Regions from separate parts of the Xenopus laevis genome. Here region 1 is linked to region 2. A link is a contact called in public Hi-C data. All regions are on one chromosome and are shown on one strand. The core of a region is the stretch at or near the end of the contact, and the rest is flanking DNA. Distances in the headings are between cores, read along the strand shown. Region 1 has its middle 42 kb from the start of ppp1r12a.L. Region 2 has its middle 62 kb from the start of pawr.L.

Evidence for each region. A called contact is a pair of places that touch in the nucleus more often than the background predicts.
Region 1: a Hi-C map of the XL177 cell line shows a contact between it and region 2, with 4 times the contacts expected there. A contact is called at or near these places in 2 of 4 Hi-C or Micro-C datasets (the XL177 cell line and animal cap).

Annotation. Positions count from the first base shown.
Region 1 is chr3L:69,474,827-69,482,011 of Xenopus_laevis_v10.1, reverse strand. No RefSeq gene overlaps it. Among protein-coding and RNA genes, the nearest start is that of ppp1r12a.L, 42 kb to the right of the region's middle.
Region 2 is chr3L:69,270,207-69,277,763 of Xenopus_laevis_v10.1, reverse strand. No RefSeq gene overlaps it. Among protein-coding and RNA genes, the nearest start is that of pawr.L, 62 kb to the left of the region's middle.

The DNA of each region.
Region 1 (7,185 bases), core at 1,747-4,246, 210 kb before region 2:
TGTAGGCTGCTTCCTTTGCTGATGAGCTGTCTGAATGAAATCTCTTCCCAAAGGATAATGTAATTGTGGGTAGTACGTACCACATCTGTTTTATTGATAATCTCATCCCACCATAAAGGAGAATATATATAAATTATTATTGGGCTGGCATCATATTCCCGTAATCCCAAATGACTCCATAAACTCTTCCCCAATACCACAACTCTGATGTGCTGGAGAAACAAGAGGGCTCCATACTATATATCTTTTGGGAGAAGGTTCAGAGAAGGTTGGAGAGATTGCTTACAAAGCTAGAATTGGGTAAGCTGGAGGGAGTTGTGCTTTTGGAAAAACTGACATAGCATAGGGTCTCAGTCTCAGATACATCGGGTTCCCTCTGTCTCCAATAGTTCAGTATATGATTTAAGCTTACCTCTCAAAGATAGCACCACTGAGTTCACTTACCTTGCTCTCTATAAAACCACTGCCTGCTTGCTAGGTTCAACTAAACCCTAGCAACCAGATAGCTGCTGAAATTCTCTAACTGTGGAGCTGCTGAATAAAAAGCGAAATAATTAAAAAATCACAATAAATAATAAAACATAAAGACCGATTGGTTTATAGTATATATCATGTACAGGGCCAGATTTACATAGCGGGCGCCCCTAGGCCTGCTGTCGTTCATCGCCCCCTCCATTCGCGCAAATTTTCGAGAAATTGGGATTGGCGCAAGGGAAATTTAAAAAAGCTATTGTTTCTCCTGCGCATCCCCAGTATTTCTAAACCAATATGGGTGTGGTTGGGCAACATGCCGCTCCCTAAAATCCTGCAACCCTAGGCCCGGGCCTTGGTGGCCTTTCCACAAATCCAGGCCTGATCATGTATTGATAGCAACACCAATTAAGCTGAACTTATGTACTAAGCAAGCCTTCCACCTATCACTTGTTCACACTAACAAGTTTGCTGCAAATTAAAAAATCCCTTTGTCTGATTTTCTTACGATCAACAGGCAGCAACGTTGCAACAATATTTAGCTTCAGCATTTTCTATCAGCACCAATCACAGAAGAATCATATTAAAATAAATAATTAAATACCCCAGTGTTAGCTTTATAGAATACTAAGAACCAATGGAGAAATTGAATGTAAATTATGCTGGTGTATCCATGTATATTATTATTGGGAGTATCATTCTTTTGAACTTAGTTGAGTATGGATTAATAATGTTCTGACGGCCTTTTGTTTGCTATGGAGGTTGCACGTTGGGATAAAGGAACAGAATAGGCTGAACAGCTGAATATTTGTAATGCTTTATATATATATATAGCCAATTTAATGAATCTTGTGAGGTCAGAATAGACTAGACATATGGAAACATTCTTCAGTATTTTTGTATGGAGCTTTAAATATCAAGGTTTCCTGCAGCCATGACTAATTATTGCAAAAAAAAAATCTAAACATATCAGGTCTGTGACCAATTTAACAGCAGCACTTCAAAGTAAGCAATAAACAGCCAGTCATGTGCATTTGCTACAGGCAGCCGTACAATCATTCATTTAACTCTGCCCTACCATTTTTACACATTCTTTTTTTTCCCTAATGAAAGAAAATACAATTTCCAATATACATATGTTCAAAGTTATTTGTAATGTAGTTGCCAGTCACGGTAGTTTCCTATACAGTATGGGACCTGTTATCCAGAATGCTTGGGACCTGGAGTTTTCCGGATAAGGAATCTTTTCATAATTTGGATCCCCATGCTTTAAGTATACTAAAAAAAAAATCAGCTACACCCAATAGGCTGGTTTTGCCACCAGTAAGGATTAATTATATCTAATTTAGGATCAGGTACAAGGTGCTGTTTTATTATTACAAATAAAAAGGAAATCATTTTGAAAATGTAAATTATTTAATTAAAATGAAGTCTATAGGAGATGGCCTTACTGTAATTCAGAGCTTTCTGGATAATGGATCACAATGGATAATGGATCCCATACCTGTATTGATATGGATGCATAGGTAATGTTAGGGCCTTATGTATTTGCAGCTTTTTGCAAGGAGGTGGGGTTGTCTGCATGTATTGCTATTGTTTAAGGGCAAGTTACAGAACACAGGCATATTTTCCAAAGATCCAGTATAGAGAAAGAGAGAAATACCATGTGCTGCATTTCCACACTATCCCCCTTTAATCTCTGTATCATTATTCTGTACCCATGCCTCCTCCTTTTTCACTGTTTCAAACATTCACTGTCAAATGAATCATTTAATTTGTTCTGCAAGTGGGTGGAAACCTGCTGTGCTCTCGCCCACTCACTCCCTTCTGTACAACACTGAGACATGTCTTGTACCTGCCCTGGAAAATACTGAATAGTACATATGAGGCATTTCTGTAGTGCATGGGCTCATTTTCTATCAGTTTGTGAGTATAAATGCTTGTAGAGGGTTAGTGTCGATATGAGAGTATAAATATAATGTGCCCCATGTATACACTGACAAAGACCTCAGAAGGGTCCCGGCAGGGAGACAGAGATACTGTGCCATGGAGGATTAAAACATTTCTTATGCATAGCTAATTAACAGTAAGTGTCACAAAGCTGACTGAGAATCTTTTGCACACACGTAGAGATCCGCTCATTTGGCGAATTTTGCTAAACGAGCGGATTTCCCCCCAGTATGCCCACATTGAGGTGGGCGATATTGGGCTGATTCAATCGTGGGCCCTAGGACCCAACTATCATAAGATTATAATGTAGGCAAAATGGGTGGTTGGATCACGGGACTGAATCAACAAACAGATGCGGCCGACGGAATTTTTAACCCTGCCGGAACGACTTTCGGACAGATATTGATCAAGGAAGCCCGTCGGAGGCCCCACACATGGGCCGATAACCTACCAACTCATTTTATCAGCCCGTTTATGGCCAACTTAACTCAGACCCACTGTCTCAGTCTTGGTATGAGCCCAGAGGCTACCATTAACTGCTCTGCTCAGATATGTGCATTTAAATAGAACAGTCACTGCACATAACTCACCTGACCTGTGTAACTCTGGCCACACCTTCGTACTATAGAGATACCCCTGGAGTGGATTGTTCTAAAGTCATTGTTTTAACTTCTGGATAACATACTGTGATGTTAAATATGTTACTTTTGTTGTTGGACTAGAGGAAAGTCCACCTATTCAATATCCTGAGACACATATTGAGTAGTTCTTTGTGCCCACCTTAGTACTCCAAGGGGCAGATTCCCTTAAGGGCTAATTGACTAACGTTAGCGAAAATTCGACAGCGTGATGTCATTTCGGAGTTTTGCAGATTTCCTAATGGGCGCAGGTGTAACTTTGCTAGCGAAGGAGATAGAGGCTAGCGTTGCTTCACACTCTAATGCCAGGTGAATTTTCGCTCTGGCGAACGGACGTAACTACGCAAGATGCGGATTTTACTGAACGTTACCTCATTCGCCAGACTTGCCTTTCGCCAGCTCAGACCAGGTGAAATGCAATGGAGTGGATAGGACTTCCTCAATTTTTAGTGCAATGTTTTTCTCAGGCCCAAAAAATCTGGTGTTGCTTGCAAAGGTCCGTAAAAATTTTTTTTGGGTAACCAGGTTACCCCCCTCCAACATATAGAGCATAAACTATACACTGGGCTCATGTGTAGGGCATTATAACAACTATATTTTCTTTATTAAGGTTCCCTGGGCTTGTGTAATGTAATGTATTTGCTGCAACATATACGTCCATTTAACTTTATGTATGCAAATTAGGCAACACTAGCGCATCTTCGCTTTGATTGCGAAGTAACGCTAGCGAAAATTCGCCAGCGTTCGTTGCCCTGGACGCAACTTTGCACTTTAGTGAATTGGCGTTGTCCTAGCGAATTTACACCTGGTGAAGTGTTGCGATTGCTGCAAAGCTGTCGCTGGCAAATTTTCGCTGGTTAGGGAATTTGCACCCAAGTGTCTAATAAGGAATTTCAAGAAAAAATACCCAAACCTGAGTTAACAGCTTGCTAACTAGGAAAAAAAGCTGTGGTGAGAACATACCGTATGTGGAAAGATGCAGCCTATGAAACCTTCTTGTGGAATGTCCACATATTAATTTTTCCTTTGGAGGAATGACAACAATAAGGTTTTGGACAGACTTTGGTAGATTCTGGACAGGTTTTAGTAGATTCTGGTTTAGGAATTCTGCTTTAAGAGAACATTGCTTCTTTAATTATTTGCTACAAAACCCAACTGAATATTAAACACATTCAGGGAAATATAAATACACACAACAAGTGTCCCACACACAAGTGGGAGAAGCCACCTACATACCACCAAACAATATACCTGCTCTTTTCTCACTAGGCCAAGATTAGAATCATTCTCCCCAGCTTCACTGTGGCTAAATATAAAGATGAACTTTCAATATCTTGCGCTTTCCTCCAAAGATGTTTCCTGTAAGGCACTGGTTTTCAGAGACTCATAAGCAGAGATGAAGACACTGGGACAAAGGATTAAGAATGGCAGACAATGATATTGTGTTATGATTCCCCAAAAGCAAAGGGAACTTGCATTACTTGCTAAAAGAGAAATTGTATGTTTGCAGTTTTGCCATTCACATACTAATAGACGCACTCAGCCAATAGTATGACCTATTAAATACAGTAGGGGGATGGGCTTTTTTAGAGTGCCTCAACAGGGACACACTCCAAATATATGTGACCGGTGCTAAGCTGTCTCAAAAGATTATTTTCAATAGGCAACACAATCAAACTATTCTGGAAAGCTAAAGAGGTTCAACCCCATAACTACATTTCAGAGGCTCTGAAACCTAATGTGTTGTTTGACAAAAAATACAAAATTACAAGATTTGAAATAACTGTCCATTTTTTTCATTTTTTTGAAGTCGGTGACTCTTTTTGAGTAAAATACAAGGGAGTCAATGGGTGTTGTGTTTTTCTGTGGCGAATAAATTCCTGGATAAATTCCATCATTAATCGTGAAATTCTGATGTGAAGATGAAAGTAGATATGAAGTCCAAAAATGAATAGCACCACCAAAATGTTTTATTTGTAAGCTTTTACATGATTGGGGGAGAGTTATCAGAGGATTTTTCTCCTTCACTTCATTTCAACTGCCAATGGTGTCTTTTTCTCTAGGTCAAATTTTTATCGCATTCATAAAAACAACTTTTTTTCGACAACATTTTTATGGTATTTAGAAAAAATATTTTCCAAGTTTCATCATTGATCTTTGCAATAAATTTTCACCATGCCCAAAATAGATGCCTATGAAAAATAATTAATGCCTGTCAACAATCTCAAGCGTTTAACACTGGATCTTACTAATTGACACTTGGAAATACCTTTAAAAAAAGAAGGCAACCTTCCCACCCCACTGAGTCTATATCCATATGTCATGATGCCAGTTTGTCTAGATGAAGCCTCAGTCACATTCAGTCACAGAGAACCATGGTCAGAGTCCTTAGTCCCCCAGCAACTACACAGTTTCATACCTTGACATCACTGTCATTTAAAGTAAGACTTAAGAGCCCACCCAGGTAGATGGAGAATTGTATTTTGATTACTGAGAGGGATTCCTTATTGCTACATTTAAAAGTCCAAGCAGACCAGTCAAAGGCCAACTGATAATACTGTGATTAGAAACATCAGAATAACAGAAAAACCAAGGCCTAAAACAAACCAAAACATGGCAGTTGAGCATTTGCAATACTGTATTAGGTTATATATCAGACTTATTCCACTGTGCTAGGAGGTCCCACACTAGGTAGGAGTGGTTTCTATTGCTTATACGATTTGGAACCCCCCCAAAAAAAATACAAGCTGGCTTCTCCATAATTCCTATTATCTGGGGGTTTGCTCTTGAACCCATATTTCCCTAATCTACTGTATGTTTATATTTATGATCCCATTGCCACTGGCCTAGGGTCTGGATGTCTGGAGCCCCATGAACATTTCTTTATTACCCACTACCTCCCCCTACCCTCTACTCTGTGAGGTGGTAACAGAAATCAGGCAATTGAATAGCCCTTCAGTTCAGAGGGCCCCTTTTGTTTCTACCCTAAACTATCCGCAGGGTAAGAGTATGTGTGGTCTTTAAAGATGTATTTTAATGGGCCATATGCAACAGAAATCCATTACAACTTCATTTCAGGAGGCAAGTATAATGAAAAGGTATTTAACAGAGAAGAAAAAATATTCAGATATAATGATGAGGAAAGCTCAGTAGAACTGAAGAAATGTCCTGTTACTAGAACAGATCTAAGCAAGTTGTGCAATTCCAGTGCAGCTCCATTAAGGTCATTGGTGTGAAAACCGATCATTTGTTTTGCATGAAAGCGGGAGCCACCTGCTACTCTCAGCAGCTGTTGCAGTCGCAGTCATATTGCTACCCGGCTCCCTAGGGATAACAAAAATACATTTCTATTGTGAACTCACCCGTCATACAATAAATGGAAAGAGATAAAAGATCTTAATAAATGAAAAATATATTTAAAAATGTGGTAATCATATGCTTAAGTAGAGGAAGTTTGTTAACATATATGGTTCTTGAAATTACTAGGAAATTTTTAGGGGATGGCTATCTATTAGTATAAATTGCTGGTACCATCTGAGAAACCATTTCATTAAAACTATTTTGCCCAAATATGGAAATGTGCAACACATGTAAAGGTCAGATTGAAAAAGGTGTCCAATTTATTCCAACCAACTGGCCGCATTAAATCTTATGCCAGTCCGACTCAGAAAGAGCATGCTCCTGCTTGGGGCCTTATCTCTGATAAACAGAAGAAGAATACTGGATCAGTCACACAGAGAATCTTTAACTTGCATCCCTTCTAATAACAGCTCCCAAACAGTTCAAGGGCAATACCACACAAATAACATTATGAAAGAAAATGAGCTACTTTCTATATATTAATACAATATTTTGAAAATATGTTATGCAATTTGTAATTGCAACATAAGGCACTATTTGTTTATGCATTCCTGCTCTCTGGATCTGGCTCTTATAATAATTGTCAGTTTTCATGCTTTCATCAAAACTCTTTTTGGGTAGAGGATATGGCTCAAACTGCTGTATTTTATATAAAGGTATAGGATCTATCCTCCAGAAACCCTTTATCTAGAAAGCTCAGAATTAAGTCCCATAGGCTCCATTTCATCCAAATAATACAACATTTTTCAAATAATTTCCTTTTTCT
Region 2 (7,557 bases), core at 3,319-5,818:
AATAGGTGCCATGTGCATGTGCAGATGGTGCTGCCTGGCGCCTAAAACTTTTTTTTTTGCCGATCAGGAGAAGGGACCAGCACGACACTGATTGGTAGGGTAAGTTGGACCCTAGTTACCAGATTGTTTATAATGAAAATATAAGAGCAGCTGAATAAAAAGCTTAATAACTCAAAAACTTTAAGTAATACACAATGAAAGTGTAAGTTGGACCCTAGTTACCAGATTGTTTATAATGTGAATATAAATGAGCAGCTGAATAAAAAGCTTAATAACTCAAAAACTTTAAATAATACACAATGAAAACCAATTGCAAAATGTCAAAAAATCATTTTCTACATCATACTAAAAGTTAACTCAAAGGTGAACAACCCCTTTAAGGTGACCTCATCAGAAACTGCCCTAACACTGGCTGGCCTATATAAAGTTGTTGGAACAAGAAGATTTCTACCTACGCGTTTCTCTAAGGTAACTGTCGTCAGGCCCTTATTGCCATCAGTTCTCCAAAAAGGATTGGGCCAACTACTCACTTCCTTCTATGTTCTTATAAAATACCCTTACCAAATGATATCTACCCCTTATAAATGTCTCTATTACGCTTCTGAACCTTGGGTCCCAACATGTTGCTGAAGTACAACTTCCAGCATGATTTTCCCTAAAAATTAGGTTGAAAAATACAGGGTAGTTCAATAACATTTGAGGATTCCAGTCTAAGAAAGAGGACTATATAATTAGTACAAATAAACTAGAAAATGATACTTTTAATCTTCCCGTGTTCCTCAGAACCTGAGTTCTAATGACTTCTGTGTAGCACCAAAACTTTTAGCTACAAAAAGAGTTGTTTTGCAGAGAAAAGATAATACATTTTAATAAATCAAAAACGAATTGTGTTGCATGTCAGTACTCTTAGTAATCATTTGTACTGCTGAAATCTTTATACTAATGCATGCAGAAATAAAATCATTCACTGCAGTAGCTCTTGGAAATCTGTGTTTAGGGAACACTTTGGAGGTCTATTAAAAATTGAAATGACATTTATCAGCTTGGTGCACATCCATTCTTGTGCAAAATCAATATGTTATTTAGCATGCTGAGTAAAATCATGCATCTATTTATAGAGTAATCCTTCTCTTAATGGATGTTAGATGCACAGACCCTCAATTCTCATGGAATTACAAAAACTCTTTAGCATTCCTGCCACATATTTCTTTGGCTAGTCGATTATGTTTTGTAAATACTTACATAGTAACATAGTAAGTAAGGTTGAAAAAAGACACACGTCCATCAAGTTCAACCTTTTAGTTTTTTTTTTAATCTGCCTAACTGCCAGTTGATCCAGAGAAAGGCAAAAAAAAAATACATCTGAAGCCACATCAATTTGCCTCAGAGGGGGAAAAATTCCTTCCTGACTCCAAAATGGCAATCGGACTAGTCCCTGGATCAACTTGTACTATGAGCTATCTCCCATAACCCTGTATTCCCTCACTTGCTAAAAAGCCATCCAACCCCTTCTTAAAGCTATCTAATGTATCAGCCTGTACAACTGATTCAGGGAGAGAATTCCACATCTTCACAGCTCTCACTGTAAAAAACCCCTTCCGAATATTTAGGCGGAACCTCTTTTCTTCTAATCGGAATGGTTGACCTCGTGTCAGCTGGAAAGACCTACTGGTAAATAAAGCATTAGAGAGATTATGATATGATCCCCTTATATATTTATACATAGTCATCATATCACCCCTTAAGCGCCTCTTCTCCAGCGTGAACATCCCCAATTTGGCCAGTCTTTCCTCATAGCAAAGATTTTCAATACCTTTTACCAGCTTAGTTGCCCTTCTCTGCACCCTCTCTAATTCAATAATGTCCTGTTTGAGTGATGGAGAACAGAACTGCACGGCATATTCTAGATGGGGCCTTACAAGTGCTCTATACAGTGGAAGAATGACCCCCTCCTCCCGTGACTCTTTGCCCCTTTTAATACAGCTCAAGACCTTATTTGCCCTTGATGCTGCCGACTGGCATTGCTTGCTACAGCCAAGTTTATCATCTACAAGGACTCCAAGGTCCTTTTCCATAATGGATTTGCCTAGTGCAGTCCCATTAAGGGTATAAGTGGCTTGGATATTTTTACATCCCAGGTGCATGACTTTACATTTATCAACATTGAATATCATTTGCCACTTAGCTTCCCAGATTGCCAGTTTGTCAAGATCGTGTTGCAAGGATGCCACATACTGGATGGAATTAATTGGGCTGGATAATTTTGTGTCATCTGCAAACACTGATACATTACTTACAACACCCTCCCCTAAGTCATTCATGAACAAGTTTAAGAAAAGTGGACCCAATACCGAGCCCTGAGGGACCCCACTAAGAAACTTACTCCAAGTAGAGAATGTACCATTAACAACCACCCTCTGTTCCCGATCCTGTAGCCAGTTTCCTATCCATGTGCAAACGACTTCATTGTATTCCTCACTAGCTTTATAGGAAAAACATTCTAACCTGAAAATAATCCTCTATTTTCTACTTTATTAGTTACTTCCATGGCTGAGTTAACATCTGAAGATAAGGCAGGGGATTATTTGCTGAATTCGATCAGCAGTATAGCTCCCTCACAGCTTCAGGGCTTCTTTCTGACATATAAACCCCATGACACAAGGCTGTGAAATTTCATAATCTGCATTTCCCTAAGTAAAGTTTAAATGTTAACCTTTTCTGTGTGCTTGTGTGCTTTCATCTGGGAGTAGTGTGTCTTTTCATTTTAGGCAGACTTGTGAATTTGTGTCTGAATAAAAAAAAAATCTTTAATTAAAAGGAAGCATTGCTTCTGCATTCCTGATCCTGTTCAAGAATTCTGATTTATATTACGTTTGCATTCCACATGTCAAACACTATATTCCTGCATGAACTTGCTGCTTTAAACCATTTTGTACACGGTATGCAGTAGGCTACATTCATCCTTCAAAGACTATAGAATTGTATGTAACATTTGTAACAATATGCCACTAATTAAATTACCCATAAAAAGGTACAATATAGTTTAGTACAGGTATAGGATCCGTTATCTGGAATCCCATTATCCAGAAAGCTCTGAATTATGGAAAGGCTGTCTCCCATAGACTCCATTTTATCTAAATAATCCAAATTTTTAAAATGGATTTCCTTTTTCTCTGTAATAATAAAACAGTAGCTTGTACTTGATCCAAACTAAGATATAATGAATCCCTACTTGAAGCAAAACCAGCCTATTGGGTTTATGTAATGTTTACATGATTTTCAAGTAGTCTTAGGTATGAAGATCCAAATTAAGAAAAGATGCATTATTGGGAAAACCCTAGGTCCTGAGCATTCTGGATAACAGGTCCCATACCTGTATTAGTTATACCACATCCTAAAGTACCACCTAGTCCTCATTGTATTATTAGAAAATTTTACGGTGTAGACTTGAGCAACGACTAGTGATGGGCGAATTTATTCGCCAGGCGCGAATTCGCGGCGAATTTGCGCGATTCGCCGCCAGCGAATAAATTCGCAAAACTCCCGCGAAAATTCGCGGAAAAAATTCGCCGGCGTCAAATTTTTTTTTTTTAGAAAAACGGACGCCGGCGTCAAAAACGGGCGCCGGCGTCGGAAAAATGGGCGCCGGCGTCAAAAACGGGCGCCGGCGTAAAAAACGAGACGCCGGCGCCGTTTCGCGAATTTTTCGCCGTTTCACGAATTTCGCGCGAAATTCGCGAATTTTTCAGCGAAGCGAAACGCCGCAAATTCGCCCATCACTAGCAACGACTGCAGGTATCAGAAAACATTATCATATGTAAAATCAAAAGCCTAGAACCTAAGGACCATCTTGATAAACATATGAGTAATTTACTGATGTTAGACATGTTAAGAGGACTACAAGGGGAAGGACCATTTTTTTTTTTTAAACACATCAATTAATAGTGCTGCTCCAGCTGAATCCGGCACTGAAATCCACTTTTTAAAAGAGCAAACAGATTTTTTTTCATATTTAAAAGGGAACTATCATGAAAATGAAAATTTTATATAAGCTTCATCATACTGAAATAAGAACACTCTAAATTCAATCAATTAAATATTCTGCATTGTTTCTGAAATCATCAAGATTATAATCACTATTCCTCTCTCAGCATCTGTTTCTCTTCATTCTGTCTTCATGCAGCAGTTGGGTGTCAGATATTCATTGGCAGTTAGATCCAATATATCTTATAGAGGGGCTTCCTTTCCTAGCAGATATATTAGAGCTCAAATAACTGATTTCAGTACAAACAAAATCTAACAAAATAACTGCCTTTTGCAAAAATTCTGCATGTAGAGAGACAGGAGTTCGGATGATATTTATTTAATACAATAGATTGGTGTTCCTATTCCTTTAAGCAATGTCACTCACACTGAATATGACACTTTGGTGTCTGGGCTTTTTAGCTTTATTGAGAGCATTTTGGGTTCAAAAGAGCCAGAGGTGTAACTACAGATGAAACAGACCCTGTGACTGCAGTACAGCCCCAGTAAGGAGGTATAAGGGGCCCCATGAGGCCCATATAAAGAGTAATTTCAACATATATTGATAAAACAGGACAACCTCTGGATATGTTGGGGATGGGGGGCCTACATTTAATTTGCTTTGGAGCCCAGTAACATCTAATTATACCACTGAAAAGAACACGTGCCTTTGTGCCTCTGTGGCATGCAGGTGCATGTGCTTTTTTAGCCACCAGAACAACACAAGCCTTAAATGCTGTTTTTCCCCCGTTATTATATTGGTGTAAGGGGTCCAGCCTGCTAGGGTTTACATAGGACGGCAATAGGACATTAACAAGAACACAGAAAAATTAACATTATACAGAAATGTGTTACTCCTGCTTAGTAAAAGAGTCTATGTACCTTGAATGTCTCTTCTCATACGTGACTTCCCAAACTGCACATCTTTTTCCTTAATGATCGACGCTTGGAGTTCAGAAGATCAACTGTTCACAGCTGTTTTATTTCTCGCAGTCTTTGCTGACTTCACACAAAATAAAATATGGATTTATTCCTTTGGCAAGAATTGAAGCTTCACCTTATGATGACTGGAATGTTAATTACAAATGTTTATTAATTGTTTATCTCAGCTTCAAATTCCATTCCATTTCCTATGCTGACAGCTTTCCCCTCAGGTACTGAAAGCTATGGAATGCTAATTGTTAAATAGAAAGAGCACATTTTCAATATTTACTGTTTAGTTCAACATGCTGGATGCTCCTCACAGAATATTAGGGAAAATGTCATTATTCCATGCAGTGCTGTTTTAATAAACAGGCAATAGGGCTTTTGTCCAGGGCCAAACCAATCAGAGGACCTACCAGCAGACCTTATCTACTGCACCTTTTGACCCCTTATTTTCATCCACTGGAAGAGTTATACAACACAACTATTTATTTCCAGTTTTCCCGAAGTCCTCACAATGAAATATATATTTGCTTTGGTAACTATATGACAAATGGAGACCATACTTCATACGAACATGTAATGCTATTTCTGTAGAAATCGTATTCCTCCATCTCCCAAAGTTAATATTAACTTATTTCCCCAGACACAGTTGATCCCCCTCTGACCATTAGTGATGTCACTTCTGGTTTGTGTGGGTCCCGGGTCGGGCTAAAGTTTAAGGCAGTGCAGGAAGGTTCTGGCAGTGGGGACAAGGCAATCAGTAGTGGGCCAGTGGGTCCAAGTCAAGTTCTGACTTAGCAATTTTGGGTTGGGCACAGGGTTGCCCAACTGGGCCTGCGCAGGACTCGGATGGCTTGAGAACAGATTATGAACAGATTAGGAAAGAGACGAAGTAAGATTAGGACAGATCCCCATTTAAGTGGGAAGACCAGGGGCTTAATTTAATGGTTTTACAAATTTACTGGCAACTATATATATCAGTAATGGGGTTTACCTAGCCATTAAAACACTTGCCAAGGCCGGAGCTGGAATTACAAATATACCCCCATATGTAACATAAGGCACTTAAAGTTTGCCCAGGGGCAGAAAGCCATAGCAACCAATCAGCAGGTAGCATTTAGTAGTCATCTGTTTAAATGCAAGAATCATATTGGTTGTCATGGTTTACTGCTCCTAAGTAAACTTAGTGCCTTATATTACATATGGGGGTAAATTTGTAATTCCAGCCACGTCCTTGGCAGGTGTTTTACTGGCTAGGCTGCTAAACTACCAAGCAGATGGCAATCCTACTTCTGGTGTAGTAATGGGTGAATCTGTTCCGTTTTACTTCACTGAAAAATTTGTAGAACGGCAAAAATTTGCTAAATGCTTTGAAGTCAATGTGTGTTTTTTGCAGCAACTTTTCCAAGCCTCACAACTTTTTTTGTGGTGACTTTTTTGAGCACACAATACATTGTAGTCTATTTGGTGGTGAAAAATGTTGTTCATCACTATTCCAGTGCATTAAATGTAAGGTAGTCTGAGTCTTTACTTTTTGGCTGTACAGCCTGGGGCCTAGGTGGTGGAAAGATCATGTTGTGATGCAGGAAACTCTCTCATGTATTAATGGTAAGCACAACTATAAGAGTATTAGCTAAGAATGTCAGGGAAATATACAATAGAATGGGTAGCCTTCTTATTTAAAGAAGGAAAGGAAGAGTGGTAGTAACCTTAATTATTAGAATGGCATGTCTCAGCCATATTGGTCATAGATTCAGGTGTACTTTCTGGATGGAACAGATCTGACATATGCAGTCTGTAGTATCCACTGTGCTATGTACCCGTATGTAAACTATGATAAATGCAATGATACAATATGTATATGCTGATATATCTAAACTTGAAGGAAAGAATAAAGTCTTTTATAGCCAAAAACAAAAAATGGATTTTATCTCAAGATAAATTTGTTTTCTGCAGAAATGATTTGACTTTACAGATAACTTTTTACTTTAAATGTATTTTTCGCTCTGGTTATAGCTTTGTGGTGTATGACAAATAATAGAACTCTAGGTATTCTTTATACTCAGACAGATGTGTCTTCAGAAGCTTATAGGGCAGCGAAACAGCAAGGAAATATTTTCTCACTAAATACATGTTACACTTGGAAAAGCACTGCTTTAAAAAAATGGAAAAGAAACGTGTACAAGGTCAGCACAAAGACAAAGACTGTATTGAACAGAGTACTTTTCTGCTGGAATGAGTTATTGTTCAGGTCATTATACTGTAGTCATTTCAGTGCCTATTGCCTGTGTCATCTCAGAACAGCACAGACAGATTATTCAGAAGCACAGGGAAATCTGTTGGAGGTACCCATTGAATTATATTAAATACAATTATATTAAACAGCACAAGAGTATTATTATGTTATTGATGAGAAAATACTGAAATTGGAGGCCCAGTTTGCATGACGGCATTTATTGTTGCACAATATATATTTACCAGTGTAGATAACAGGCAATTAGAAAACCAGAAATATCAGCGAACATAAAATAAAGGAAAGGACTTTCTTAAAGGGGTGGTTCACCTTTAAATTAACTTTTAGTATGTTATAGAATGGCCGATTCAAAG